Regions from separate parts of the Mus musculus genome. Here all the other regions are linked to region 1. Evidence: chromatin contacts called from public HiChIP or PLAC-seq and promoter capture Hi-C data. All regions are on one chromosome and are shown on one strand. Each heading gives the region's core, a stretch centred on a gene start, on an enhancer-like site or on the middle of the called end of the contact. The rest is flanking DNA. Distances are from core to core; before and after follow the strand shown. Region 1 holds the start of Alg10b (asparagine-linked glycosylation 10B (alpha-1,2-glucosyltransferase)). Region 2 overlaps Kif21a (kinesin family member 21A). Region 3 overlaps Shank3 (SH3 and multiple ankyrin repeat domains 3). Region 4 has its middle 57 kb from the start of Gm36618. Region 5 holds the start of Rabl2 (RAB, member RAS oncogene family-like 2). Region 6 has its middle 88 kb from the start of Gm36618.

The links. Promoter capture Hi-C pulls out the DNA fragments that hold promoters and counts their contacts. HiChIP or PLAC-seq counts read pairs in DNA pulled down with a chosen protein or histone mark.
Region 2: a promoter capture Hi-C map of the SN4741 cell line shows a contact between it and region 1, with 10 times the contacts expected there. The contact joins the enhancer-like site here to the promoter of Alg10b in region 1. A contact is called at or near these places in 15 of 39 promoter capture datasets (the 3T3-L1 cell line, 3T3-L1-derived adipocytes, the SN4741 cell line and 8 more), 2 of 15 datasets of contacts at CTCF or cohesin (hippocampal excitatory neurons and pro-B cells), 72 of 484 Hi-C or Micro-C datasets (the 3T3-L1 cell line, the AML12 cell line, the C2C12 cell line and 41 more), 18 of 115 datasets of contacts at active chromatin or transcription factors (PVALB interneurons, SST interneurons, astrocytes and 12 more) and 3 of 9 other capture datasets (adipose tissue, embryonic stem cells and embryonic tail).
Region 3: a promoter capture Hi-C map of stem cell-derived epiblast-like cells shows a contact between it and region 1, with 5 times the contacts expected there. The contact joins the enhancer-like site here to the promoter of Alg10b in region 1. A contact is called at or near these places in 5 of 39 promoter capture datasets (embryonic stem cells, hippocampal neurons and stem cell-derived epiblast-like cells) and 8 of 115 datasets of contacts at active chromatin or transcription factors (astrocytes, embryonic forebrain, embryonic stem cells and 3 more).
Region 4: a contact with region 1 is called in an H3K4me3 HiChIP or PLAC-seq map of neural tube, with 12 times the contacts expected there. The contact joins the enhancer-like site here to the promoter of Alg10b in region 1. A contact is called at or near these places in 15 of 39 promoter capture datasets (the 3T3-L1 cell line, 3T3-L1-derived adipocytes, the HPC-7 cell line and 10 more), 4 of 15 datasets of contacts at CTCF or cohesin (the NIH/3T3 cell line, hippocampal excitatory neurons, pro-B cells and 1 more), 40 of 484 Hi-C or Micro-C datasets (the AML12 cell line, the C2C12 cell line, the NIH/3T3 cell line and 27 more), 21 of 115 datasets of contacts at active chromatin or transcription factors (PVALB interneurons, astrocytes, bone marrow-derived macrophages and 14 more) and 1 of 9 other capture datasets (pancreatic islet).
Region 5: an H3K27ac HiChIP or PLAC-seq map of stem cell-derived neural progenitor cells shows a contact between it and region 1, with 10 times the contacts expected there. The contact joins the promoter of Rabl2 here to the promoter of Alg10b in region 1. A contact is called at or near these places in 25 of 39 promoter capture datasets (the 3T3-L1 cell line, 3T3-L1-derived adipocytes, the C10 cell line and 17 more), 3 of 15 datasets of contacts at CTCF or cohesin (the NIH/3T3 cell line, large pre-B cells and stem cell-derived epiblast-like cells), 9 of 484 Hi-C or Micro-C datasets (B cells, LSK cells, Th17 cells and 3 more), 31 of 115 datasets of contacts at active chromatin or transcription factors (DN3 thymocytes, the NIH/3T3 cell line, VIP interneurons and 18 more) and 3 of 9 other capture datasets (embryonic stem cells, macrophages and pancreatic islet).
Region 6: an H3K4me3 HiChIP or PLAC-seq map of neural tube shows a contact between it and region 1, with 7 times the contacts expected there. The contact joins the enhancer-like site here to the promoter of Alg10b in region 1. A contact is called at or near these places in 9 of 39 promoter capture datasets (3T3-L1-derived adipocytes, the SN4741 cell line, embryonic stem cells and 5 more), 1 of 15 datasets of contacts at CTCF or cohesin (the NIH/3T3 cell line), 13 of 484 Hi-C or Micro-C datasets (the AML12 cell line, LSK cells, cerebellum and 5 more), 18 of 115 datasets of contacts at active chromatin or transcription factors (the NIH/3T3 cell line, cardiomyocytes, embryonic basal ganglia and 12 more) and 1 of 9 other capture datasets (embryonic stem cells).

The regions. Positions count from the first base shown.
Region 1 is chr15:90,222,434-90,227,011 of GRCm38.p6, reverse strand. It overlaps Alg10b (asparagine-linked glycosylation 10B (alpha-1,2-glucosyltransferase)), which reads right to left and starts at 2,701. Exons shown (of 3, transcript NM_001033441.3): 1 at 2,404-2,701; 2 at 1,158-1,355. The coding sequence starts at 2,574. It overlaps Mir7648 (microRNA 7648), which reads right to left and starts at 2,652; the gene lies at 2,600-2,652.
Region 2 is chr15:90,933,705-90,938,282 of GRCm38.p6, reverse strand. It overlaps Kif21a (kinesin family member 21A), which reads left to right. Exons shown (of 37, transcript NM_001109040.2): 35 at 952-1,122; 36 at 2,449-2,648; 37 at 3,740-4,578. The coding sequence ends at 3,833. Among named protein-coding and RNA genes, the nearest start is that of Gm36618, 20 kb to the right of the region's middle. Within about 2 kb of position 2,527, at least 6 of the 459 cell types and tissues checked have an H3K27ac peak or open chromatin away from gene starts, as enhancers often do. A contact at or near this core is called in the SN4741 cell line, neural progenitor cells and neural stem cells, where this site is marked.
Region 3 is chr15:89,546,635-89,551,212 of GRCm38.p6, reverse strand. It overlaps Shank3 (SH3 and multiple ankyrin repeat domains 3), which reads right to left. Exons shown (of 22, transcript NM_021423.4): 21 at 1,331-3,587. Among named protein-coding and RNA genes, the nearest start is that of Gm36221, 19 kb to the left of the region's middle. Within about 2 kb of position 2,677, at least 46 of the 459 cell types and tissues checked have an H3K27ac peak or open chromatin away from gene starts, as enhancers often do. A contact at or near this core is called in forebrain and stem cell-derived epiblast-like cells, where this site is marked.
Region 4 is chr15:90,856,681-90,861,258 of GRCm38.p6, reverse strand. No RefSeq gene overlaps it. Among named protein-coding and RNA genes, the nearest start is that of Gm36618, 57 kb to the left of the region's middle. Within about 2 kb of position 2,803, at least 1 of the 459 cell types and tissues checked has an H3K27ac peak or open chromatin away from gene starts, as enhancers often do.
Region 5 is chr15:89,589,157-89,593,734 of GRCm38.p6, reverse strand. Rabl2 (RAB, member RAS oncogene family-like 2) reads left to right here and starts at 1,812. Exons shown (of 9, transcript NM_026817.3): 1 at 1,812-1,915; 2 at 3,309-3,462. The coding sequence starts at 3,356.
Region 6 is chr15:90,825,588-90,830,165 of GRCm38.p6, reverse strand. No RefSeq gene overlaps it. Among named protein-coding and RNA genes, the nearest start is that of Gm36618, 88 kb to the left of the region's middle. Within about 2 kb of position 2,130, at least 13 of the 459 cell types and tissues checked have an H3K27ac peak or open chromatin away from gene starts, as enhancers often do. A contact at or near this core is called in neural tube, where this site is marked.

The DNA.
Region 1 (4,578 bases), core at 1,452-3,951:
AGCACAGAAAAGACGTGGCCAGCTGCATCACCCTGAACTTACGTCTTAGCCATCCTCACCACCCTTTGAAGACAGCCCTTCAAATCTCTACACTGGAGACAACAGAAATGTGCAAATCGTACTAAATACCCTGCCCCATGATCCTACTTTTTGTATGACAAAATTACAAGGATTTTTCCTTTTAGAAAGCATGCAGGCCTACTCTGAACTCAAATGTCTTCTTTTTCCTTTTCTAACAATTTTAGTTAAGTGTATGGAATCTCTTTGATTAAAGTCCTCCTCAGGCCAGGTGTGGTGATGCATGCCTTTAATCTCAGCACTTGGAAAGCACAGACAGCTGGATCTCTGTGAGTTCTAGCCAACCAAAACTGTACACAGAGTTTGAGGTCAACCAGCGTTATATAGTGAGACCCTGTCTCAATCAATCAATCAACCACACAAAAGTGGCGCTCCACAACAGCTTATAAACTTAGCATATACATTGCTTCTTGTTGCTCCCGAAACCCTTGTGCCTTCCTATCTCCCATCACTCCATCAGGCTGAGACAGTATTTCTCTGCTCCTGTCATGTATCGGGTGAATCCTCACAGTACTTTATACCTACCTCCTCTTCATAATTCATAAGACCTTATAAACATTGTTGCCATAGCTGACATTTATTGAAGTCTTGCAGTAGGTACTAGCCTAAGCACCTTCCATTTATTAAGTTCCTTTACTCTTAATACAAATTCAATGAGACAAATTTATTATTATTAAAATCACAAAGGAGGTAAATCTGCTCAAGTTAATAGAAGCTGTGGCCAGGATTAAATTTAAACCCAGGCAATCTACTTCCAAGACTTGAATTATGAAATCACACCAAAACTCCTCAACTTAAACTCATTTCCACAAAAGAAGACCTAAGTTCCCAAAGAAAACATGGAACTATTAAACTGGTTTTGTTCACTAACAAACATCTACTTTAGATTTTCAAATACAGTTATTCCAGAATTTAAATGCAAGTATCTTCTAAACATGAGTAGAGAATTTCCACTTAGGTTTGAAAAACAGACACCAACACTCTAACTGGTAGACATTTTCTTCCGTAACTTATAAAGCCAATTCCTCACTGTGGACTTTAGTGCACGGAAACTTGTTGTAACTGTATCCTGCACATACCTTGTTTCTGGGTTGCACCTTCCTGAAGAGCAAATACAGCAAGTAGAAGTTGCCAACGCTGAAGAGAAGATTGACAAATCTGAGCACCCCAATGGAGCAGATCACATGCTCAGACCATCCAAGGAGCCAGCTGGCAGGTTTGACCACACCGACCGACACCAGATACAGGCCAGGTAATGTAGTGATCATAGGATCCCACTTAGAAAGAAAAGACCACCAGTCAAGCACAGCAAGAGTTATCCCATTGATATAAAATGCCAAAAAAAGATAAATAAATAAATAATCAAGTTTCATTTGTCCTAATAATGAAGAACTTGGAGAGGATCGTCTATGACATAATTAATAAATCCTGGCAGACTAGACATCTCTTAAGTTTTATTTTTAAGATGTAGTGTGTGTGCCATGCACCTGAGTATACTTATTTGCAACATCTGCATGCAGGTACCCGAGGAAGCCAGAAGGTGGCACTGGATCCTCTGGACCTAGAGTCACAGATGGTTGTGAGCAGCTCACTGTGGTAGAAAGAAGTCTGGTAGCCTTCTCCAGGACAACAGCAAGAGCTCTCAACCACTGAGCTACCACCCCAGCCCCATTTTAAGAACGTTTTGCTCCCTGTCTCAAATCTGTCTGCCATTATTAAGGTGACAACAACCAACAGACAGTAAGTTATTCATTTCTACTTCCTAAGGCTTGCTCTTTAGAAAATGCATATTCTGCGACTAAATTGTCCAGGTCCCAATTTTACAAACTACCAGGCAAACAATAATGAGAACTCTGGTGGATCTTAAGATTCTTTGCACTGTGCATATTTCTGTAGTCAGATATGTATTTTTTTAAATGATGCAATCTGACTAGTTGCCAATTTAATCCAGACAACAGTAAGTTTCTACGACCAAGAATGAAGTTAGAATAAAACTATCAACTTTTGGGGGGCCCTAAGATCCTCCACTCCGCGTTCAAAATACCGGGTGGAAAACCTCATAGGTTAAGCTTTAGGTAGTTTTTAATGCATGTTCAAGGGAGCACCTGCATGTCTCTAGTGCTAGGGCTTAGTTAGACAAATCGGTCAACTGCCAAGAGGAGCTATCATCTTTATGCATTCACCTAACAAATATGCCATAATCTCGAGGCTAGGTACAGTCACTAGGCAGCTCCCTTCACGGTTTAAGTCTGGGAGGGCTGACGGGGAGAGGAAAGGCACAGGTTGGGAGGATCCGTCCCGGGGGCAGGGCCAGCAGAGACCAACCTGCGACAGGGAGAAGCGGCCCTCGCAGTACCGCTGCGCCTGCGGCAGGTGGAAGATCTCGTCCATGTACGGCTCCCGCAGAGCGCGGCTGAAGGCGGAGAAGAGCAGGCAGGACACCAGGAAGGTGCAGCTCAAGGCGGCCGAGAAGTAATAGCCCTCCAGCTGCGCCATGGCGGGCGGGCGGGCGGGCGGGCAGCCGCGTCCCGGGCCCAGCCCTGGGCAGCCCGGAGCGCCGAGCCCGGAACGCGGGCTCAGAGGCCCAGCGCTGCGGGACGAGGGACAGCAGGGAACAGGACGCAACGCAATGGATGCTGGGAGAGCGTCGGACGGAAGCGTGGGGGGGGGGGGGGTCACCGGTTCCGGAGTGGAGCATTTATGCAACGACGGGACGGTTTCTCTGTCAATCACTGCTCGCAGCTCTCAGAGTGGCCAGAGGCTGAGGGAGGGGCGGGTCTGGGCTCGGGCGCGGGAGCTGTTGTAGGTGATGCTGCCGCCGCCGCTAGGCTCTGGAAAAGAAGGGTGTCTTGTGTTGTCTGTTGCTCTCCAGAAGGCGATGAGTGGTCCCAGCTTTCTAACCTCCAAGCTCCCAAACTGCATTCGTTTGCGGTTATCCCTGTTCTCCATTGCCAGTGAGATGAGACGCTAAAACCATCATTACAATGCTTTTCCTCTCATCGTCTCTGGCTGATAATGAAGGTTGATGCTTTTTAGATGGAAACATACAACCAGCCCTTCGCTTCAGGGCGACTTTCCCTTTTGAAGAATCTATTCGTTTACAGGGCAATATTTTCCTGGTGCCTGGTGAGGAGTTGGGGCATTTGTAGGTGAGGAACACTCCTCCGTGAATATAATTTTAGTTGCTATTGCCGTGAGTGGTGGCTCACACTTGTACTGGCCCCATTTGAGAGGCTGAGGCAGGAGGATTGTTCCCAGTTCTAGATCAGCCTGGGACACTGTAAATGTCGTCCTTAAAAATAGGTAATAAATAGTCATTAATATCTGTCTCTGTTGGAGTACGTTTCCCTTATGCATCTTAATGTGTGGTGCGATGGAGTATTTATGTGTGTAGTCTCAAAAAGTGCTCACATGTATGAAGTTGAGGGCTACGGAGACTTCAGATAACCCCTTTATTGTGAGATTGGAATTGAGACTGACGGTGGAAGATATTTGAAGAAAGCTGAAGACAAAGTATGTTTTCAGCATGGTTGGTGATGCTTTGTAGGAAAAGCTTCTGGAAAATTCGGGTTGATTTTGCCAGCAGCACATCATATAGCAGCTGAGATTGCTTTTAAATTGTCAACCTTGGAATCAAAAGAAACTGGGTATTCTACTAGTTCTCCTCGACTATTAGAAATAACCAGAATTAAATTACGTTAGGATTCATGATGACGTTTCTTAACTCCCTCCACCCTTTACATCCTCTTTGATTACAGAGAACACGTTACACTTACCAATTTGAGACCATTCCCAGATAATTTAGTCTACAATTGACCTCAGGCCCAGTGGGCTTGCTCAATCATGGCCAGTGCATACCATAGAAGCTTCTGGCCCTTGCTAGATATGATGGATAAAGGGAAGAGCACAAGGCTGCCTTCCTATGCTAGACATTCTCGTCAGAATAATTGCCACTAAGAACTTGGTTGGACATCCAACTCCTTTTATATGTGCTCCCTACTCTCCTTAGTTAACTGAAACGTTTCAAAATTTAAAAATGTAAGGTTTCAGAACTGCCAGGTACCTTTTCTATTAATTTAAGCTTTTTTTTTTTTTTTTTTTTTTTGTGGAACAAGATGAAGATAGTAATATACCTAAAATTATGTAGAAGATGGCTGTTTACTGGGAGTTGTAACTATAGTCTTATGGTTTATAATTTCTACTGAATTGAAAGTGCTTCATCATTTGCAGTTTAAATTTATATCTCATTTCTGTTCCCATCAGCCAAGTAGAAAAATGTAAAACTTTATTATTAGAGTTTTGGGGTTTTTTTGTTGTTGTTGTTTTTTTGTTTGTTTGTTTTGTTTTTGTTTTCGGACAGGGTTTCTCTGTGTAGCCCTGGAACTCACTTTGTAGACAAGGCTGGCCTCGAACTCAGAAATCTGCCTGCCTCTGCCTCCCGAGTGCTGGGACTAAAGGCGTATGCCACCACGCCTGGCTTGGTTAATGGTTAAAAGACTT
Region 2 (4,578 bases), core at 1,278-3,777, 710 kb before region 1:
GATATCTAATCTTCCTGCATCTAGCTCTGAAGTGTAAGGATTATACGTGGATACCATCGCACCCAGGGTCCTAGCTTACTTCTATCTTGTGTGATAAACACTGACCAAAACCTACTTGGAGAAAAAAGTTTATTTCATTATGGTTATAGTCAAACATTAAGGGAATACCTGGAGGTAGGAACTGAAGTAGAGACCACAGAGGAATGCTGCTCACGGGCTTTCTCCAATGCTCATTTTTAGCTAATTTTCTTATACCGTTAGCTTCTTATACCTTTCTTATACGTCCATAGGCTCACCCGCCAATGGATGGTACCACTCAGAATGGTCTCATTCATGTAAATCATGGAAATGATACACAGACATGCCCATAGGCTGATCTTATGGAGACGATTCCTCAACTGATGTTCCTTCTTCACAGACGTGTCAAATTGGCAACCGAGATTAGTCATTACACCCGATTTTATTCCATTCTAGAGACTGACAGTGGGCTTCATGCAGTCTAGTCAAGAGCTGAACCCACTGTGCTCTATCCTGTCCACATTGACCAATTTTGATAGAATTCAATCATTGGTTGTCTTTTTCAGCCGTGCAAAAGTGAAAAGGTTTGGAGGGTAGCTTTGGGAAGACGGAGAAGGAATCTGGAATTGACAACCTAGTAATTCTAACTGAATATCGTGATTTGTTGATTTCCATCTCAAACGCATCCATGCATTCAGTTTTGAGTGTCTCATTTGTTTATTCAGACATGAAAAAAAATCTAATTGCTTTTCTTGAAGTTTACAGAAGATGTGATATGCAAACAAGGTCTGTGAAACAGGGCTGAGGGGTATTCCACAGAGTCCTCCAGTTAGCAGATCCTTTCAGTGCACATCTGTGTGGTTGGAAATAAGCAATTGGAGGCATTTACCTAAAAACCGAATGGGATGACTCCTTTCTGGTTCTCTCCTGTAGATGTTCGATGTGACTGAAGGGGCTCTTGGAACTGTAAGTCCCACCCACAACTTCGAGCCTCCTCATTATGATGGGATAGAAGCACTGGCCATTCAAGGCGATAACCTATTCAGTGGGTCCAGAGATAATGGAATCAAGAAATGGGACTTAGCTCAGAAAGGTCTTCTTCAGGTAATTCAGAAACTCCACTATGTGTGAAGTGAATATTTTGACACCACACAGGAGTCTGTCCAGTAGGTTGTTGTTGGTGGTGATGGTGATGGTGATGGTGTGTGTGTGTGGGGGGGGGTTCTATTTAGATTATCATTGTTTAATCTGAGAATTCTCTTAAAGATTATTTTTAATTTTAAAAAATAATCTTATAATCTTTATTATAAAAATAACTTGCAAATAAATTTAAACATCATACACCAAATTTGAGTAGACCCAAAGTCTAAACAACGGAGTGGTCTTCTATAGGGTTATAGACTAGGCGTTTGGAATGGAAGCTGTGGAGCCTCAACTTTCAATATCAAATGTATTTTACATTCGTTCTCCTCAGAGTTTTAACTGGGGGAAGGTAAGCATTCTACTGATACTTGTTAGGATGAAGCAGAACTTCTGTGGAGATCTGTTTATTAAATACAGCCACCCTGAGGTGGGACAGTTGTAGCTGTTCATTGTTTTTAAACGTACCTATCTCCCAAGCAGTGCAACCGTTATCTGCAGTGGAGCCTCCTCAGTTGTGGGAGCATTTTCTCAAGCCCACAGGGCAGTGCTTCCGTACACAACAGCGGGGCTGCGCTGTATCAGTAAACTGACGGTTGTCTTTCAGTACGTGCTCCAAAGGGACAAAAGTTAGTGAACAGGGAAAGTTGTTTATAATTCTTTGCATCTGTCTGTTGCTCCATGGATATATTTGGAGGGATTACAAGTGCTACCCCTTTAGTTGTTCTCAACCTGAAGACAGAATGAACCCGTAGCATGAATATTAATAGAAAACACTGGGCAACAGGTGTATACACCATGTTAGGATGCTTTCATAGACATATATTCATTTATTCATGATTGCGATTTTATATTGTGAATATAAATGTTTACACACAAAATCTAGTCATAATATTACCTAATAATTTTTTTTCTGCTCATCATGACATATATAGTTAAATTCCCATTTTCCTTAGGCTTCCATATTCAGCAAAGCGTCGGAGTGATTTCATGACGTGGTTCTTTTAATCCATATACCAGTTTGTAGTTTACAAACTTGTTTTATTATGTGTGTTTTGGGTAGAAAAGAGGAGAAAAATTTCCTGTGTTATCTGAGTCTTTTAGATTCAATAGATTCCTAACCAAGCAACTTGTAGATTTATTGCTTATAGCATTGAATGTATAGAAATGGACTTGGATAACTTTAAGGACGTTCTGTATTCCTCATACTGAGTTTTACCACTAAAAACGCCATAACCAACGTTGGTTTCTGAAGTTCCTCTTCAGTTCTGCTTTCTCTCTTCTCTTCAGCAAGTCCCAAATGCACACAAAGACTGGGTGTGTGCCCTGGGCCTGGTGCCAGGCCATCCGGTTTTGCTGAGTGGCTGCAGAGGCGGCATTCTGAAACTCTGGAATGTGGACACTTTTGTGCCCGTTGGAGAGATGAGAGGTCATGACAGTCCCATCAATGCCATTTGTGTTAACTCCACCCATGTCTTTACTGCTGCTGAGTAAGTGTCCTCCTGTGGGTCTGCTCTGGGTGGGTTGCTAGTACTCAGACTTCAATACTGCAGGCCATAAGTACTCACCAGCACTGAGCACAACAGATCCCTCTCTCAGTGCAGGCATCCTGGCAACTGGTGACTGGTGACTGATTTATCTTTTTCTATTTATTTTTGATATGATCTTGTTGTTCAAGTCCAGGGTGGCTTAGAACTCATAGTCCTTCTGTTTTAGCTACCCAAGAGATGGGATTGTCGTGGTGTGCCATCACGCCTGGATCCTAAATTATGATTTTGAATCTCTACGATGAGCCTTGAGACTGGGCTGACCAGAATGTTAGGCTGTTTCAGTATTAGTACATATTACCGGGTCTACTGTCAGATCTTTTTTTGGTGACTTAGGGTGGGCCCCACCTGCTCAGAAGAGAAGGGGAGGGGGAAAATGGGGAAGGATTGTGGGAGGGGGTGACTGGGAGGTGGCCAATGAGTGGGATATAAAGTGAATAAGTTAAAAAAAATTAAAGTTAAAAAAAGAAAAAAAGGATTCATTAATGACTAATTTTGATTTTTTTTGTCTTCAGAAAAGCAACCTATTTGCTATTATTTATATTTAGAACAAATTATTTTTAACAATCTTTGTGCTTCTTTCTCCATTTAATATGTAAGAATATGGTGGTAACATCTGTTTGCTGTCTCCTCTGAATAGCTGGATTGACGAATTCAGTTCTTGCTTGTCTGATTAATCACAATGAATCTCCTGTGTGCTGGGTCTTAGACTAGACTGTGAGGAAGGGAGCAGAGAGCAGGGCGGACACAAACTCTACCTTCTCTTCTAGCCAGAAGTGGAAGAAAATAGGTGAAAAAATGCACCAGTGACATCAGAGCAGGGGCGGGGTCACAGATCACGTGATTTGGAGTGGGCGGCGTCTGTCTGTGCCACGTGGTGTAGAAAGTTGTAGGCGGGAAGCATTCTATCAATGTTTGCTTTTTACTTGCATTCATTAAAGACCTCTTTAAAAAAGTTTCCCTGAGTACTTCTGAGATCTATTTCTTGGCATTTCTGCCTCCGTTCATATGTCCATTTTAATTTTGTTTTGTAGTGATCGAACCGTGAGAATCTGGAAGGCCCACAACTTGCAAGATGGTCAACTCTCTGACACCGGCGATCTGGGGGAGGATATTGCCAGTAATTAACATGGCTGGGCAGAAGCAGAAGCCGACACTGTGACGACGCTCCGTGTTCTTTATTAAAAACGATGTCCCGCACTTATTACTAGTGGAATCAACTGGAAACATATCTCAATCCATGGCTAGATAATGTGTATCCTAATAAAATTGTTCTGCTTGTATATGAAATATTAATATCTACCAACACATAGACTTCCTAAAATCGATATATTGCTTGAATCACACTTTTACTGTGGCTGAATTTTTTGTGCCTAGTTATAAAAAAGACACTTCGAATTATTTGAGTTATAAATAGCTTTTGTGACAGGAGCATACCCAGAATAAAACACGCCTACCTGTTAACTCGTTCAAATAATGTGGTCATAACTTACACATTTAAGCGTATATTGGAATTGTTAACTCAAATTGTAGTCAAAAAAAAAAAATCAGGAATTTTGTCCGTGTATAAGGGGTTCTAAGTTTCAAAGCTTGTTCAGTGTGATGGAATAACAAGATGAATTATTGGTGATTTTTCATAATCGATGTGGTCTACTAAGAAAGATAACAATTTGTGCTAAAATGCCCATGTTTACCTGTATTGACCAAAGCTTTCAGTTGTTCTTCATTCTGTGCTCAGGATTGAAATGCTGCGTAGACGTTGTGTTGTTAGTGCTGGGCACGGATTCTGGGACGGTGAGCTGTTGATTTCCTAACAGAAAGATATTTTGATCTATTTTCCTATGGAATTGTTTCTATTATTATCTTTTAATTT
Region 3 (4,578 bases), core at 1,428-3,927, 680 kb after region 1:
TGGCTCACAGCCACTGCCCATTCTAAGGGTGCCTTCATCACTGCAGTACAAAAAAGGGCATTCAGACTTAAGAGATGGAAGAGGCCAAAAAGGGAGAAAGTCTAAGAACGGGTCGTGAGAAGGACAGGAATGCCCCTGTCCCTGAACCTCTCAGAGAGCAATGTGAGCTTCCCAAGCTCCTGTTCATCTACTAGACCCTAAACTGGAAGACTGTAAAATGAGCAGGCCCTCTGAGTAAGACCTGAAGCCCTTCCTTAAGCTGTGCACTGCTCACTACTCAGTGAACTCTGTCTTCCACAACTGACAGTGAACAGTGTCTAGGAACCAAGGAGTGGGGAATTGGGGGTGGTAGGTACCCCGCTCAAACCCAGTAATAAGAGAGCCCTGGGGCAGAGGCAGAAGCAGCTAGAGAAACACAGACAGGAGGCTGGCCACAAACTGGTCGGCTCTCTCCAGCACCCATGCAGTCCACATGGGAGCCCTGGGGAAGGTTGCCAAGAAAGGGCTTGAGGGACCAACCCAAGGCTCTGCCACCTTCTGCCTACAAAGTCTAACAACCTTAGTAGCACCCAGACCTCCTCCGTCACCTCCCACTTCTCCATCACCGCGGGCGTGGGGATGGGGCAAACATGACAAGAAGGAAAAAGTAGGTGAGAGAGACGGTGTGATTTCCAGCTCTTCTTGATGAAGCTTTATAACGCAAATCCAGGATTCTGTGTTGAAGGGCCCTAGGAGGTGCCACAACACGGAAAAAAAAAGTTTCTAGGGCAGAAGGTAAGAAATTTGTATCAAGTCCCTTAAGGAAAGGAACCAATGTACTCTGGTTCCTGAAAAAGAATCAAGGGAGGGGGGTGCTCCAGGACACCAGCCATATGGGGCAGCCATACTATCAGAAAGAGAACCAAAATGGAGCCACGGGGCAGTAGACTCAGGGTCAGACAGCTGCCAAGACAGAGCAGCGGCTCCAGAGTACAAGGTGAAAAGATTCTCAGGTAAGGCAAAAGCAGCTGGAGTTAGAAGCTGGAATACAAAGTTGCAAGCCCGCAGCACCGCCTCCAGCAGGTCCTGGGAGGTCTCACAACATCCCTGGGTCTCACAGGTACCCAGGCCCACCACTGCCTGCACCAGGTGTCCACAGAGCAGCTGTACTAAAAGAGCCATCTATCTCAGACTGCAAAGCAAAACCAAAGATAAAAAGGTGGACAGGGAGAACCCATGCCATGGACAGATGAGAGATGGGACAGAATGAGGAAGGACAGCAGGAAGCCTGTAATGAACAAAAGGAATAGAAGACAGGGGGACAGGCCCCTCCCCACATCACCCTGCTCACCGAGCTGCTGCAATGGGTGACTTCTTAGCAGGGTCCAGCAGGCTGCCCAGGCCACCAACTGGTTCCTCCCCCAAGGAGCGTGTGTCTTTATTCAGCTGCTGCAGACGGGAGCTGAGCTCACTGATCACAGTTGGTTTGTCATCTTCAGGCCCAGGGAGCCCCCGACTCTCCACGGGGTCCCCCCACAGCTTGGACCTTCTCTGGAAGAGGTAGCGAGGGCGGGCGGGCCCAGCAGCAGAAGCCAACCCAGTAGAGGCAGCATGGTGCTGCTGGGCCATGAGCTCACTGTCCGAGGATTGCTTCAGCAGCGGGTCCCTGAAGGTCACCGGCCCCTTCCCCAGCGGGGACTTGAGCTTGGGCTTGGGAGGCACTGGTGGCTTCTCGAGTAGAAAAGTGTGTCCATCGGCAAAGGAGGTGTGGGTGTCCGTGAGTTCCCCACTCTCCGAGCTCAGGGTGGACATGCTGGACACTGTGGAAATGGTGCTTGTGGTCTCCAGGTGGGGGTCACTGGAGCTTCGAGTGTCAGCCTCCTCTACTCCAGAGTCAGCTGCAGACTCAGGGGCAGGGGGCAGCTCGCTGCTGGGCTTCCCTGAGGCCGGGCTGGGTACCGTGGTGGGCAAGGGGCCCGGCCCTGGGGGCGGGGTGGTCAGCAGGATCCCATTGGCAAACTCTTCAGGGGGTGGCACTAGCCCTATGCGGGCCAGCTCCTCTCTGGTCTCCTCATCGCTGGAGGACAGCTGAGCAGGTGGCAGGTTCACAGCGAATACCAGCTCTGGCTCCTCCTCTGAGCTGCCTTGACCTGGCCCGGGATCTGCTGGGATGCTGCCAGGGGGCTGGGCCCGGGGGCTTGGCATGGGCTCTGCCACAGCTGCTGCCTGCATGGGGGCTGGGGCCAGCTCCGGAGTACCGGGGCGCTCCTCTTCAGCCCCCAGCCTGCTGGGCTCCTGCCCATTGCTGGTGGCATGCACAACAATGAGGCCAGCTGGCCGTTGCAAGGACGTGTCCAAGACGCTGAGGATCATGGACTTCTTGTCCTCTGGTGACTTCCGCTCTTCCCGAGGGGGCTTCTCTGCCTCTCTCCGAGCAGGCACTGGAATCCACGCTGGACTCCGAGGGGAGAAGGCTGGGGAAGCCAACGGTCCTCTCTCAGAGTCTCGGGTTTGCACATCCACAAAGAGGGGTCCAGGGCGGTCAGCATCGGGGCTGTGCACAGGTGTGGGGGACCGGGAAGGTGTTTGCGAGGCCAGAGCCCGCTCCCGGGCAGCCAGAGCAAGAGCTAAGGGTGAGCTAGGATCCAAGGGTTTGCCAGTGAGAGGGTGGATGAAGGTGGAGCCTGAGGGCCCAAGGCTGGGACCACCGACCAATGGCTTCAGAGCAGAGACAGGGGAGGGGAGTAGCAAATCGCGGCCAGTGGTGGCGCCTGTCCCCAGGAGGCGCTCATCAATGGAGCGGGAGGGTTGTAGGGATGGCAGATCCGCGCTGGGAGGGCTGCCCTCGATGGCACCCACAGAGAGGAACACAGTGGAACGGCGTCGCTCCTCCAGGCGCCGCTCCTTGACTGGGCCAGGGCTAGGGCCGCCGAAGGTAAGGCCTAGGCCTTCTCCAGAGCTGTAGTCAAGGCTGCCTGGCCGGGGCCCGCGGTGCGTCGGAGAGGGTTCTCGTGCAAAGCTTCCGCCCACTGGTCCCGGGCTACCCACGGCCAGGGCCGCGCGCTCCTGAGCGTCCTCCACCTGAAGCTGCTTCACCAGCGGGCTCTTGCGGCGCTGTGGTTTCGACGGAGCGAAGAGGCTGGCACTGAAGGCGCCCAGGTTGGCATAGGGACTATCAGGGCCTGACGGCCGAGGCCGGCGCTTGGGGCGCTCAGGCGGTGTGGCGGCAGGCGCAGGCCGGGGGACATCACCCACTTCTGGCGCAGAGTCCTGCAGTATGATCATGGAGCGCGCACGCTTCTGACGCTCAGGGTAGGGCAGCGGGCCCAGAGGCGTGCTCGGATCATACAGGCCGGCGGCCCCCGCACCCAGACGAGCCTCCAGGCCTGGTTTGAAGCTGGAGCGCACAGTGTCATAGGCCCGGCCCGGTGGTGGCGGCGGTGAGAAGGTGGGGGGTGGCCCGGAGTCGAAGTAGTAGGGCGCGGGTGGGGGTGGCGGGGCGGTCTGCGGCGGGGGTGGAATGCCTCGACCTTCACGCACTGTGTCCTGCATTGACGTGCTGCGTGGGAAGCGCCCTTCCAGTAGGGATGCCAGCTTCTCATCCTCCCCTGGAGACGGAGGAGCCAGGTAAGTCTGGCAAGGATGCTGGCCATTGAATGGCTTCTCTGGACCCAGCGCCACTGGCTAGTCCTATCCTCCACCCCATAATGGCCACAGCCCCACCAAGGAAAGGCGAAAGGGAAACAGCAAGAGCTCTGAGCAGGACACCCACACTCCATGCCATGTCCTGTTGCAGGTAGGGAGAGCTCTGATGGAGGGTTTAGGAGGGACCCCACCCACAGTGTAGAGGCCCACTCCTACAGAGGATCTGGAACAGGACCCAAACTCTGACTGCCTGAACTGAAGCCAAGATCTCTCTCCAACCCCTGTGGGCACGGAGCAGGCCATGAGAAGACACCAGAAGAGTACAGGCAGCCCCCTAAAACTGTCAGAGAGGACCTACGGGCTGCTCAGGAGGTTCCCCATCAAGGATAAGCGAAGCAACTCAGAAACAAAGTGTTGGACAAGCCAGAGTCATCGGAAACCTGGATGGTAACCAGAGACGGGAAGAAAGGTGGTCAGAAAGGAGGACCCCCCCTCCACATATCAAAAGGAAAACATCAACATCAATGAGGGGACACAGGAGAGTGCACCCGTGCATCTGCAAGAACTGACACCAACAGCCAACCAGGGTAGGGGCTGGGAAAGCAGCCTCATTGGTTCCTTGGAGAGACTTTCGGGAATGGGCCTGCAGGAAACTAGTAAGTTGGTACCCTAGGCAGAGGCTACAAGTTAGAGAGCCTGGGCCGGAAGATGGAAGGAAGAATGGATGGGTAACAAAACTGGCATGTTCCAGGTCCATCCCTACTCTCTAATGTAACCCCAGGCCAGGATATAAGCATGTTCTCATTAGCTACACTTCCCTGAAAAGGAAACCCATCCTCTTGTCTAGAGATGTCACTAGTTCCCTACAGAACCTCCCTGTGTCTTTTCAGACAGGATGCAGACACGGGTGCAGAGTCCTACACTGCGAGGCTTGAAAAAGCCAAGTGGCCCATC
Region 4 (4,578 bases), core at 1,554-4,053, 630 kb before region 1:
GAGTCCTCCTAGCAACCGATGATCCTATCCACGCACCAACATAAGGCTTGAAGGGGTTAACAGTGGGAGCCAAGCCAAAGTGAACTCTGGATTCTAGTTTTGTTGAGGGCACAAAACCACATTAACATCCAACTGACAATCCGAGAGAGAAACACAATCCTTTTGGGCCTTGTCTTGTAAGGTTGTCCCATAGACACAGGATACTCAGGTATCCTGAATAATTGCTTCCATTCTCATGAGTTTGACATCAAGGTATCTGGCAGTCTCCTTTAATCATAGGACATTGATGGTTAGGATACAGAAGGATACATTACACCCGTGAGACACAATCTTACTCATAAAGAGAGTATTTCCATACTTTATAAAAGCATGCTTCGATGTGGCCTCAGCATTTTAGGTTGGTAGGTCTGCTTGTATACACACAAACACTATAATGTTAAATCGAATTGAGGTTGTGCTGTCCTATATCTGTGTAGCATTATTCTTACTGATCAAGAAAAAAATAAATTAGTGAGAAACAGTTAACAAGGTAGCATCTCATATGGTTAGGCTTAATGTCAGAGGAGTTCCCTTCCCTGGACTGGTTAAAAAATATATCAATAATTTAAATCCTCATTTTACTTTTCTGTTGGGCATTTAAACATAGCAAAAAATAATAATTTTCTTTGTTATTGACAGAGCCACTTTAGGACCTGGTTACTTGGAGTTGAGAGGAACCTGGGGATACTCTGGCGTTCCTTTAACCAGTTATTCATTAGTGTGAGGGCAAGTTCAAGACCTTGCCTGACTGTGGTGTTTCTTGGAGGCATGATGAAATTTTGTTTTCTGTGGTGATCCTCTTCTTTAGGGACTGGGCACCAGTTAGAGTTCACTAGGTGGAGTCTCCACGTCCTTCTTGAACAAGAGAATGAGTGACTCATTAGAGACAAAAACATCTTGAGGATGACCCACAGTCCTCTGTGACCTGATTGACCTTGGAGGGTAAGAAGCAAAATATTGGCCTTTTAACATCTCTGTATTAATATAGGCCTCTAAGCATAGTCATTGAACACACAGAAGGTCAGTTACACTAGTCTGGCACTTTTAACTACTGTGTGATACTTTGACTAAGCTTAGCCACAAAACAAACATTTTAAAATAAGTCTTGTTTAGACATATTTTTAAGTATGTTCTTTTAACTGGTACTAAGAATGGGGTTCTTTTGAAAACTCCATTGAGGTTTTGAAAACTCTATAGAGGTTTGAGATAGAAGTATTAGATTTTGAATTTAGAAATTTTGTTTTGAAAATATTTTTTCATACAATATATTTTTTTATTAAGGTTTCACCTCCCACATGTCTGCCCAGGTCACTGTCACCTCTCCACTTACCCAAATCCATAGCCTTTCTTTCTCTCTCTCATTGAAAGACATATAGGCATCTAAAAAATACCAATGATCAAATGCAAGGAAACCAGACTATGACAAAACAAATAACAACCACTCGAAAAAGAGCCAGAGAAAAGCACAAGAAACAGATATGAGCACAGAGCACAGGGATACACACACATTTGCATGCACAGAAAACCATAAAAGAAAAAATCAGAAACTATAAGATATCTTTTTTTTTTAAACCTTATAAGGTAAAAAGAGCCCAGATATAGCATTGTGAGACAAAAACTCCATTAGAATTTTTTCTTCCATTCCATCCACGGCACTCTCACTAAAAGGTGCAAAGAGGACCAAGCATGTTCACTACTTGACAGGGCAGGAACAAAAGCAGACAAGTGTAGAGAATTAGGGAATGTGGCCCAGCACTGCTCCCTCTCTCTCATTTTATGAAGGAGAGGAGCCTCTTTCTTTTCCCCTCATGGTACAGAGCCTTAGTCCAGTTAGACAGTTTCAGTCTCTAGGCATAAGTCTTTGGTCACCATGTGGTTTAACTTTATTAAAGAATGTTTGTACATTCTTAACTACTTGTTAATAGTTCTTTTTGATTTTGATTCAAACAGGCACAGTGAGATGGGCAAATAGAGGAAAGATAAGAAGACCCTGAAGAAATACTGCCACTAATGAAGGAAGACGATGATTAAAGTGAGAAATTCAATCTCAGCAGAAGCAATGTTTATAAAGTCTCCCTTGAGCCAGCTGCTCATATTAACTCTTAAAAAGCCATCAATCTCAGTCCCCTAAGAACTTAAATAATGTTTGTCCTATGATATATAGCCATTAGAATTAGAGAGGTTTCTAAGGGGAACATCTTTTGTTAAAGAAAGAAAATAACAAGCCTGGGACCTTTACCACACTAATATTTCTGGGAAGTGGCTGCCATTCCAGGATGAGATAGGGACAGTATCATCTCAGTGGGCACACTCACCCTGCTATCCTTTTATGGCTTGCCTCTGTTTATCCTGACCTTAATGAGTTAGTAAAGCTCAGACAAACCTTAGACAGGTTCCTAAATAGTTACCATATGGGGTCTTGATGTTTTTCTTCCCCTAATTACAGAATTAAAAGGCAGGAAATCTCTTAGGTATGTCAGGTAGGAATAGTCTGTTTTATTAAACTTTGTAAAAGTTAAGAAACAATCACACACACACACACACAGACAAAGAGAGAGAGACAGAGAGATGAGAAAGTCAAAGAGAGAGGAGAGAAAGACAGAGACAGAGACAGAGACAGAGACAGAGACAGAGACAGAGAGGTGCACACACATAAACACACAAGGCATGGGGGAAAGAGAGGCTCCTCACAACATGGAGAACGCTCTCCCTAGAAGGCTGGGGTTTTAAGTGTTTTGGGTGGTCCACATGGCTCCCTTTCCCCTCATTTCAGATTGGTCAGTGTGTTATGGTCAAGGAATCACAGCACGGATCACTTGAACTGCCATATCAGTTAACAACAAAGAATCTATTGAGTGCACACCACAGAACTGATTGATCAGGGACACAGCATAGGCGTAAGAGCTAAGACTGCAATCTGAATGTTTCCCTGGGCAAGTTTATAAAGGCAAAACCCACAAAGAGCTCATATGCAGGTGTAGAAAGGGCTGTAGGTTGGTTTTCTCTTACTCAAGCTATTTGACAGTTTAGATATAACTCTTCAAATTGACCTTCAATTTGATTGGTCCTAAGTGGAGCCTGTGGTTGTGGAATTTCTTAAGAATAACCAACCACATAACAGGATATGTGGAAAACTAGACTCTACTCTGAGTCAAACTATTTTCTGTGTCAGGCATGAAACAAAACGACTACAGCTATGCTAGCCTAGCAGGCCTCAACAACATGTGTAGGACTGGCCTCAAACATATCTGACCAGCCTGATTGGTCAGTTGGAAGTGTTCTCCTCCATGCTGATGGAAATAAATGCTTGCCGGGCTTCAGTGTCTAGTCAAAAGGAGTCCAAAGAAGCTAGAAGTTGGCCATCTTCCTCATTTATCAGTGGCCTCTGTCTTGTTACAGGATATTTGAACCTGTTTCTAGTTAGGCGTGGCTCAGCCCTTAGCACACACCTTTAATCTTTTTGTCTGAAATAGACATGTCCATAGTACTCGCCTTTCATTCTGAACAATGAAGATTTAGCTAATTTGTAGAAAGAAGCAGTCATGTTTGAAAGTGATGTCTAATTGAATGACAGACAAAGTGATGAATCAGAGAAAGATTTGACAGAATAGGATATGTCCAACTCTCAGGAGAAGAGAGAGGAAAGGGAAGCTACTGAAGGGAGAGACAGACAGTACAGGAGGAAGAGAGCACAGTACAGGAATACAGGAGAGCTTGTGGGGAGCAGCACAGGAGAGTTGAGAGGGAGAGCGGAGCAGCACAGAGAGGGAGGAGGAGACAGTTTCACTGGAGGAGTTTTACAGGGACAGGTTGAAAAGACAACAAGCTAGACACAGGTAAAGAAAGAATGTCAAGGAGCCAGAAGCTTAGCACACACTGCCAAAGTTAGTATGAGGTCAAGCAGAATCATTCAAGAGAGGCCAAAAGAGAGAAAAGGCAGATTTAATAAATCAGCTTGGAGAGGAGTTTGAGCCAGAACACCCAAGTTGAACGAACCAGTCATAGCTCAGAAAGAACTAGAAAGGGTGAGCTTACTCAGTAGTAAGTCTCAGAGGCTGAAAACACTCTGGGCCTAGGTCAGATTGTATGGAGGCTAGGAGCTTCCAGGACTCGGCCTAGGTTAGCAGACTGAGGCAGTAAGGCGCCAAGATGACAATTACTGCAGGAGAATAAAAGTTACTTTTGCACTCACTGTCTTTCTGCCTGGTAGGGCTCTGTCCAACTCCCAGTTCCTCACAATACTGACTGGCAGGAAGGCCTCATGCTACAAGCATGAACACAAGGTTTGTGGTTGCTAAGTTGACTACGTCCTTTTTAAGGTTTGCTAATTAGCACATTAAGTTCAGAATTTTTTATTGGTTAAGTTGAACATTTAATTACAATAGTTAGTGCTAATTGTTAATATTAAGTATTCTTAAGATATGCATGTTGGCCAAATCTTTTAGAAAGACTTATGCATGCATATGGCATAAGCAGCCTTGTAACCTAGACTTTCAGGAGATTTACTCTAAATGATTTTGTGTTTGATGATTATAGTGG
Region 5 (4,578 bases), core at 563-3,062, 630 kb after region 1:
TTCATTGATATGCATATAATTTTACCATTTATTTAAGACAAAAGCAATATCTGGATTGCTTTATTTAATAAAATATTAAATCTTGGCTAAACATTTGATACTACATTTTTCATAGCTGATTTCTTTTTTTTAAGATTTATTTATTTATTTTATGTATATGAGTACACTGTCTTCAGACACACCAGAAGAGGGCATCAGATTCCATTACAGATGGTTGTGAGCCACTGTGTAGTTGCTGAGAATTGAAATCAGGACCTCTGGAAGAGTAGTCAGTGCTCTTAACCGCTGAGCCATCTCTTTAGCCCCTTTCATAGCTGATTTCATAGTTTAGATATTATTAGTGCTGAGAATGCTGCTACCGCACAAAGCAGCAGATGTGTGTTTGGAGTGATCTCAAAACTTGTTGGAAATTTTGTCCTCATCCCAAGCCAAAATTTATTTAGTCCTTTTTTTTTTTTAAGAAAAACAAAACTCAACAACTCAAAACACCAATTTCTAAAAACCAAGTATTTTAACATGATATAATCCAAAGATATACTAATTAGATAAATACTGTTTGAAATGCTGGTAGGAGAATATACAATAATAATAATAATAACAACAACAACATCCATGAAGCCTGAGGTGAGGAACTCCCACCTCCAACACACACACACACACACACACACACACACACACACACACAGTGTTGGAACTCATCCATCACTGAGCACAATAGCTTTGAACCTAGAATATTTCAGGCAGTGTTCTAGACTCTCTATGGCACTGCAGCAGGAGCATGTTGTAAAGCTGAGGTAAATCCCCAAGAGTCCATAAAGCGAAGGCTCCCAAGAGACACCACGGATACATTACAGTTTTTATTGTGAAATAATTTTTGATCTTTGCTATTAGGTCTCAAGCAATTGGCTAACTGAGGCGCCTATTTAACATATCAATGCAGACCTGGGTTCTCCCAGCATGCCCAGTCTCTACCTGTTAGAGGGTAGGGCTAGCATCCCCTGCCCCTACCCTAAACTACTCCAGCCCAAGGGCTGGGGGGAGGGGGGCTTTTCCCTAGTTGCCCCTCCATATATAGAGAGAGATTAAGAAAGTCAGAGCTCAGGGGCTCTTATGGAAGAGCTGGGGGAATGATTGAGGGCCCCCCCCCGGGGGGGGGGGGTATATGAACTCCACAGGAAGACTGACAGAGTCAAATAACCTGGACCCTTGAGGGTTCTCAGAAACTGAACCGCCAACCAAAGGGCATACACGGTTGGACACACAACACACACACACACACACACACACACACAGTAGGTGTGAAGCTCAGTCTTCATGTGGGTCCCCCAGCAACTGGAGTGGGGAGGGGGCTACCCCTAAAGCTGTTGCCCGTCTGTGGAATTCCTCTAGCTGGGTGGGCTGCCTTATCTGGCCTCAGTGGGAAAGGATGCACCTAGCCCTGCAGAGACTTAGTGTGCCAAGGTGAGAGAACACCCAAGGTCGGGGAAGGGGTGCAGGGGCTCTACTCTCTGAGAAAAGGAAGAGATGGGGGAAGGGACTGTGTGAGGGGGAGTCGGGTGGGAGAGGCAGCTACCGGTATGGAAAGTGAATAAATAAATTAAGGGGGGGTGTGTCGAGAAACAAGGCATCACATACTGCAGCAACCTGTTGCTGGCCATATGCCTCTCCAACCTGCGGTTCCCACTCCCACCGCAGACCAGTATGCCAGAGCATCCGCTCTGTCATCCCCGGGTCAGTAGAACAGATGCGCATCCTGGAAGGTGCCAGACAGACAGGCACTGCGCTAGCCAGCCCGCGCCTCGCTGAGGTCCTTCGGGCCATTGCCGGACAGCCCAGCTCGGGGTCCTGGTGCGGTCGCGTAGCAGCGGCAGAGACGCGGCCGAGCTGCTGCGGGACTGCAGTCATCTGTAAACGGGTAAGGCGGCTGGCTGCCTTGGCGGCCCAGGGGCTGTGGTGGGCGAGCGCATCTGCGGTGTTCCGGGTCCCTCTAAGCCTCCGCGAAGCCGAAAGTGCCTGGGGAACCCGCCCGAGAGGTGGGGCGGAGGGAAGGCGGAGACCCAGCCGAGAGCCGACCGCAGATCGCGGGTCCTTTATAAGGAGATGAGGGGTTAGGCCTGGTGGGCGCCTAAAAAACGTTTGTCCCACGAAAGAAAGCCCTCGTAAATCGCGAAGACACTGACAGTCACTGAGGGCTTCCATTGTGAGTCGATAGTCGGGGTTTGGCTTTCGAACGGACCACTCCCAGTCAGGCTGTAGTGTGAATGCCGTGCGTCCAGCTGGCGAAGAATCTGGATTATTGTACATTCGTACATTCGAAGCAGTGTTTGTCGAATCGGATTTGAATATGAAACGAGTGGACCGGGCTAGAGATGATGTTACGCACTGGTGTTGACACTGGATAGTAGTCACGTCTTATACTTGTGGAAATATGAGAAGTGTGCATAGAACTAGTTTACTGTTTATGTTTAACGTGTAACGTTCCTATATGCCCTAGTCTCCTGTTTACAAAACTGATGAGCAGTTAAATATCTGAGTTTAGGCAGTGCAGGACAAAGTCTTGACATGGTATTGTTTGTATCATCTACATTTAGGAATTGGGTAAAATTACAGAGCAGTAGTTCTCAACTTGTGTGACCCTTTTGGGAGTCTAATGATCCACTCTTTACAGGGCACACCTAAAACCATCAGAAAAATACAGATATTTTCATCACTACAGTTATGAAGTAGCAACTGGAATAATATTATGGTTGAGGGAGTCACCACCACATGAGCCACTAGTTGCAGCATTAGGAAGGCTGAAAGCCACTAGAGGTTTAAAAAGGACACCCGCAAAATAAAAATAAATAAATAAAAGTTTTGAGGAATTACCAAGGTGAAGGGACTGTGATGCTGATGGCAGCAATGGGACAGAGAAGGAAAGTGGTCATGAATGGGTCAGGCATCATAGATTGTACAGTTAATGTCTGCCTGTTTTTGCGAAATATCAGATTTCCATGTGACTTGGGCACTCTGTTGATGTTTGTTGCTTGTGTTTTTACAAGTAAAAATATGTATATAGAAAATGTATATATGCTGAACTTGTAAATCTAGTACAGAAGGTAGGGAGAGAGGTGTGACCCAGACACCTCTGCAATGAGAAATGTCAGGAGACTCCAGAGACAGAGATAGAGCTCCCAGGCTCAGCGCATGGTGGCCAAGTTGTCAGGATGTGGGTTCTCTCTCATCAGCTGCTCAGGAAGAAGAAGAAACTAGATTTAGTTGAGGGGAGTTCTCACCTCTTAACGGCGAACTCTTGTCGGCTTTCCCAGACGGTGACGAGACCCCGGGGCTGGCAGTCGTCTGCCAACAAGAGCCGATGGCAGGGGACAGAAACAGGCACTGTGAGCTGGAGCAGGAGAAGTACGACACCCATGAGAACGTGAAGATCATCTGCCTGGGGGACAGTGCGGTGGGCAAGTCCAAGTACGTCAGAAAATCAGGGAAGAGCAAACGACCCCAGAGCGGCCCTGGGTGGATGAGAAAGGTCCTCCAGAGATGGAGAGAGTGTATGTGGTTTCTGTGAGCTGGTGAGGGGGGCACCATGATGGGAGACCAGGTGTGCATGGGCAGAAATGTCAGTAACTGTGTTCAGGAGGAAATGAGAGAGAGTCGAAGGGACAGAAATCAGGGAGCCTTCTGAGTCCTCACAAGAGCTGTTGGGTGGATTGCCCTGGAAATTACTGGTATAGTAGAGGGGTGGCAACTGCGATATTACTGCCTCTGTGAGGTTGGGGGGTTACTGGAACAGGGCAGTGGGGATGGGGAAAGGAACAGGACAGGTAGAATAAAGGCAGGAAAGATGCTTCCTTGGAGAGACACCCCCCACCCCCACCCCGAGGTTGAACGATAACTGACTGCAATGGTGTAAATGACTGGATTATTCTGCACAGAGCCTGCCTGTGCAGGTATAGAACTCCCCACCTGGAGATCTGCACTCTTTTGGCTTCTCTCCATCAGGCACCTGCCTCTCACCCACTCAGGGTGCGGTGCTGAGGATACACACTCATCTCTGCCTTCAAAGGATGAGGGGAGAGTTGCTCCTACGTAAATGTCCACTTTCGTCTCCCATCCCTCAAGTCCGCAGGTCACCTCACATTCTACGTCAGACTCACAGAGCCATGAATGGTTTCTAGGGGTCTTGCTAGTTTGGGGCAAGCTTCCGAACAGACATTCGTTTCTCCACCTCCCATGGAAGCTCAGCTGTGGTGTCTTACAGTTGCTCTAACCTCAGTGAGATCCCATGCAATGAAAGTAAGGATTTGGAAGATTACCCAGAGAACAGAAGTGTCAGGCAAGGGGAGACCAGTTGTTGGCTTAATAATTGATAGACCTTTAGGGAAATCTGGACTGGCGAGAAGCCCAGGGAAGGCCTAAGTCAGCACTAGCCTAAAATCTAAGCAGCTAACAGAACATCAAAAGACTAACACAGTTCTGGCCTCTCAGACATTTTGAATATAAGAAGTTCCCACCCCTTTCATACGTTAAGCAGGATGTTAGAGACCGTGATAGAATCTGTGTCTAGGAAGGCCTGTGGGTGAG
Region 6 (4,578 bases), core at 881-3,380, 600 kb before region 1:
GGACTTGTTTAGAAGTAGTAGAAGTAGTTCCCTGAGACGATTCCAGTTGCCACTTGTCAGGATACCAGCAGTCCAGTTCAGTAGTGTCAGGATAGCAAATATGAATCAGCAGCAGTGGCACAGTCCAGTAGAAACTGCCAGGCCTCTGCCAAGTGGGCACTAGTTAGCAAGAGCCATCAGGACCAACCAGAAGGCTAGGAAAAGTTCTCTGCTGTGCCTCTCTCAACAAACTGCAGATCAGTAAAGGCCAAGATGCTGGACAAAAAAGCATTGCTCTCTCCAAACATCACATGTCCTCTCATGGGTCTTGCCTCAGCAAAACACCACATGAGTTCATGTTAGCAAAACATCACGTGAGTCTATATCATCTGACATAACCAGAAATTTCCACTTCTGAGACACAGGTGTTTAAAAGGCGATAAAGAATTAAAATGATTCATTTGGTTTGCTTTCAGATGATATATTTTTTTGAGGATCTTTCTTTTTTTTTTTCTTCTAAATTAGGTATTTTCTTCATTTACATTTCCAATGCTATCCCAAAAGTCCCCCATACCCTCTCCCCCCCCCCTCTTCCCCCCTCTCCCACTTCTTGACCCTGGCGTTCACCTGTACTGAGGCATATAAAGTTTGCAAGACCAAGGGGCTTCTCTTTTCAATGATGGCCAACTAGGCCATCTTCTGATACATATGCAGCTAGAAACATGAGCTCTGGGGGGCGGGGGGGACTGGTTAGTTCATATTGTTGTTCCACTTATAGGGTTGCGGATCCCTTTAGCTCCCTGGGTACTTTCTCTAGCCCCTCCATTTGGGGCCCTGTGTTCATCCAATAGCTGACTGTGAGCATCCACTTCTGTGTTTGCTAGGCCCTGGCATAGCCTCACAAGAGACAGCTATATCTGGGTCCTTTCAGCAAAATCTTGCTAGTGTATGCAATGGTGTCAGCGTTTGGAGGCTGATTATGGGATGGATCCCCAGGTATGGCAGTCTCTAGATGGTCCATCCTTTCATCTCAGCTCCAAACTTTGTCTCTGTAACTCCTTCCATGGGTGTTTTGTTCCCAATTCTAAGAAGGGGCAAAGTGTCCACATTTTGGTCTTCTTTCTTCTTGAGTTTCATGCATTTTGCAGATTGATATTTTCTACACTACCCGTATGTACACATCAGAGGAAATGTCTTATTCTTTCTTCAGATATGCTAGAAGAAAAAGGTCGCTCTAATAGGCAACTTGATGTTTGATATTTTAGAACAAGCATGTTTTGTAGTTGAAATGCTACAAACTACTTGAAATGTGTTCTAAAAATAGTCCAGTGAGATGCTTTCATGGATAAAGGCACTTGCTACCAACCTGAGTTCGGTCCCCAGGTATCACATGGTGGAAGGAGAGAACAAATTCCTGCAGGTTGTCCTCTAACACCCATATGTATATTATGGTAATTGAATGCCTCCTCTGAAAATAAAAATAAATAAATAAATGTCATGAAAAATTAAAGACAAGACATGAAATTTAATTTTGCAACTATAATAGAAGTAGTCACAATACATTCTGACAGTAGTATAATGAAGGATACACAATTGTTGGTGGATAGATTAAAATTCCAACCCAGGATACAGATGATGATATGAATGAATGGAGAGGTATTAAATGGGAGTACTGAATATTATAAAATGCTATTCCCTTCCAAATCAACCTCTGTGTTAAATACAATCAGATTTTTCATAGGGCTATTGGAGCTCATATGGAAGAATAAAGATTCATGCATAAACAACATTTTGAAAAGGGAGTATAGACCTTTGCCCTCTTGGATGATTCTGCTTTCCCTGATAATATTTTGTATACTCTATGTTTCTTCATACATATACGTAAATAGCAAAATTTAGCAATGTACTTTGGTTTGAAATGAATAGCATCTTAGATTTGTAAAGAACATTTTAAGGAAGCAACTTCACTAGAGACTTTGTAGTAGGATTTGTCACAGGCATTGCAGGGAGAAGAAAACACTGCCTTGTTATTTATTACCTGCCATTAGCATCAAGTCCCATGAGCTGCAGAGGCAGAACTATGTTAACCCCAGGAATCTGACTGTCTGCTGTCCTCATTACTTCACTTACCAAACCAAGTCTTCTGTTGGAACGAGGTCTCTTCAAGTCATTGTTTAACTTTTCCACTTCATTAAGCACTGGCAAGTTTGACGCTCTCGTGTGTATGTGAATTGTCACAGTTGTGATTTGCTAACAAGGGCTGAGGCAAGCTAGAAAGTTCACTGAATAAGTTCCCTGGAGCATCAAGTTCTCACTTAATTTAATTAAGTACTTAATTAATCAAGCCGATAATGGCAGCTCCCTTTTTTTTTTTTCTTTTTAATAAGGCACTGTACAACTGTTAGGATTTAAATCAGGCTAGGCAACAGCTTACCCTTTTTTTTTTTTTTTTAAACTGAAACTTTCGTCTGGAGTAATGAGTACGTCTTCTACAGGTATTTCCCTTCAAAGCTTCTGCACAAAGGCCTTTGAAACAGAAAAGCTTTTTATCAAGTCCTTTCTGCCCTTGATTGAGGCTTATGTAGGCTGACAATTTTACTGATTCTATTTCTACCCAAAGGTGGTGCAGGAAACCCAAAGCAAAAGCAAATTTCCCACTGCAAAACATTCCTTCTTGTCGTTTCTTATAAAAAAAAATCAGACTTTTGTGTTAATTAGCATATCAAAAATATGATTTTTCAGGGCTACATCTCAGTTTGCAAACTTGTCATGTGTTTCACAGTCTGATTTTTATATAACACACACACACACACACACACACACACACGCACTTTTCCTATATTGCCTGAAAGTGTAGAAAGGTGATTTTAAAGGGAGAGTAATGGCCCTTCATCTCACCCATCAACTATAGCTGCTCTATATTTGTATATTTGAGGATTTCATTTGTTTTTTTAAACTCTCAGGAGTAGAATAACTGAGAGAAGCAAGTGCCCCACTGAGGCTGCGAAGGGAACAGTTGTAGTGTGCGGTGTTGGATCTGAGGCTGCGAAGGGAACAGTTGTAGTGTATGGTGTTGGATCTATACGGCAGGATCCATAAAGTTACAATTTTGTGACAGGTCTCAGGTAGGTTTATTCAGGGACAGGGACAGGAACAGGAGATACAGAGGCTGCCTCTGGGTGTCGAAAGAAAAAGAAGGGGGTGGTGAGGAGGAAATGGGCCGGTTAGCAGAGATATGGCGCATGCGGCGACAAGAAGCAACAGTGGGAATGTGTTGCCTCTGGGTAACTAGTGATGAGTATTCTCCTGTTGGGCCCCTCCGGCTGGTCGTGTAAGTGCCTGATTTCTTTTTTCTTTTCTTTTTTTTTTTTTTTTTCAGTGTTGCTCTTTTAATTTCTTTTTTTTTTTTCCATTTTTTATTAGGTATTTAACTCATTTACATTTCCAATGCTATACCAAAAGTCCCCCATATCCACCCACCCCCACTCCCCTGCCCACCCACTCCCCCTTTTTGGCCCTGGTGTTCCCCTGTACTGGGGCATATAAAGTTTGCAAGTCCAATGGGCCTCTCTTTCCAGTGATGGCCGACTAGGCCATCTTTTGATATATATGCAGCTAGAGTCAAGAGCTCCGGGGTACTGGTTAGTTCATAATCAGGGAAATGCAAATCAAAACAACCCTGAGATTCCACCTCACACCAGTCAGAATGGCTAAGATAAAAAATTCAGGTGACAGCAGATGCTGGCGTGGATGTGGAGAAAGAGGAACACTCCTCCATTGTTGGTGGGAGTGCAGGCTTGTACAACCACTCTGGAAATCAGTCTGGCGGTTCCTCAGAAAACTGGACATAGTACTACCGGAGGATCCAGCAATACCTCTCCTGGGCATATATCCAGAAGATGCCCCAACTGGTAAGAAGGACACATGCTCCACTATGTTCATAGCAGCCTTATTTATAATAGCCAGAAGCTGGAAAGAACCTAGATGCCCCTCAACAGAGGAATGGATACAGAAAATGTGGTACATCTACACAATGGAGTACTACTCAGCTATTAAAAAGAATGAATTTATGAAATTCCTATCCAAATGGATGGACCTGGAGGGCATCATCCTGAGTGAGGTAACACATTCACAAAGAAACTCACACAATATGTATTCACTGATAAGTGGATATTAGCCCCAAACCTAGGATACCCAAGATATAAGATATAATTTGCTAAACACATGAAACTCAAGAAGAATGAAGACTGAAGTGTGGACACTATGCCCCTCCTTAGATTTGGTGCCTGATTTCTTACATGAGGTACTGGTGAGAATGGAAAAGGTGCTTGATGACAAAGCATCAGCTGCATTTAGGCTGTGATTTCCTTTGTTTAAGGTAGATATTTTTGAGAGACATACTACCAATATCCCTTCAACTCTGTTCATGATTCTAAACAGTTTTCTTATCAGGTTCCTATCATTGCCTTGCAAGAATGAGGAAGTAGAACATGGAACCTAGTAATTTTGGTTGGGAGAAGAATTCTGAAACATTGATAGCCTCGAGGTACAACACTAAAGTCTTCAAATTTGAGAGTCTGGAAAGAGGCAGGATAAGTA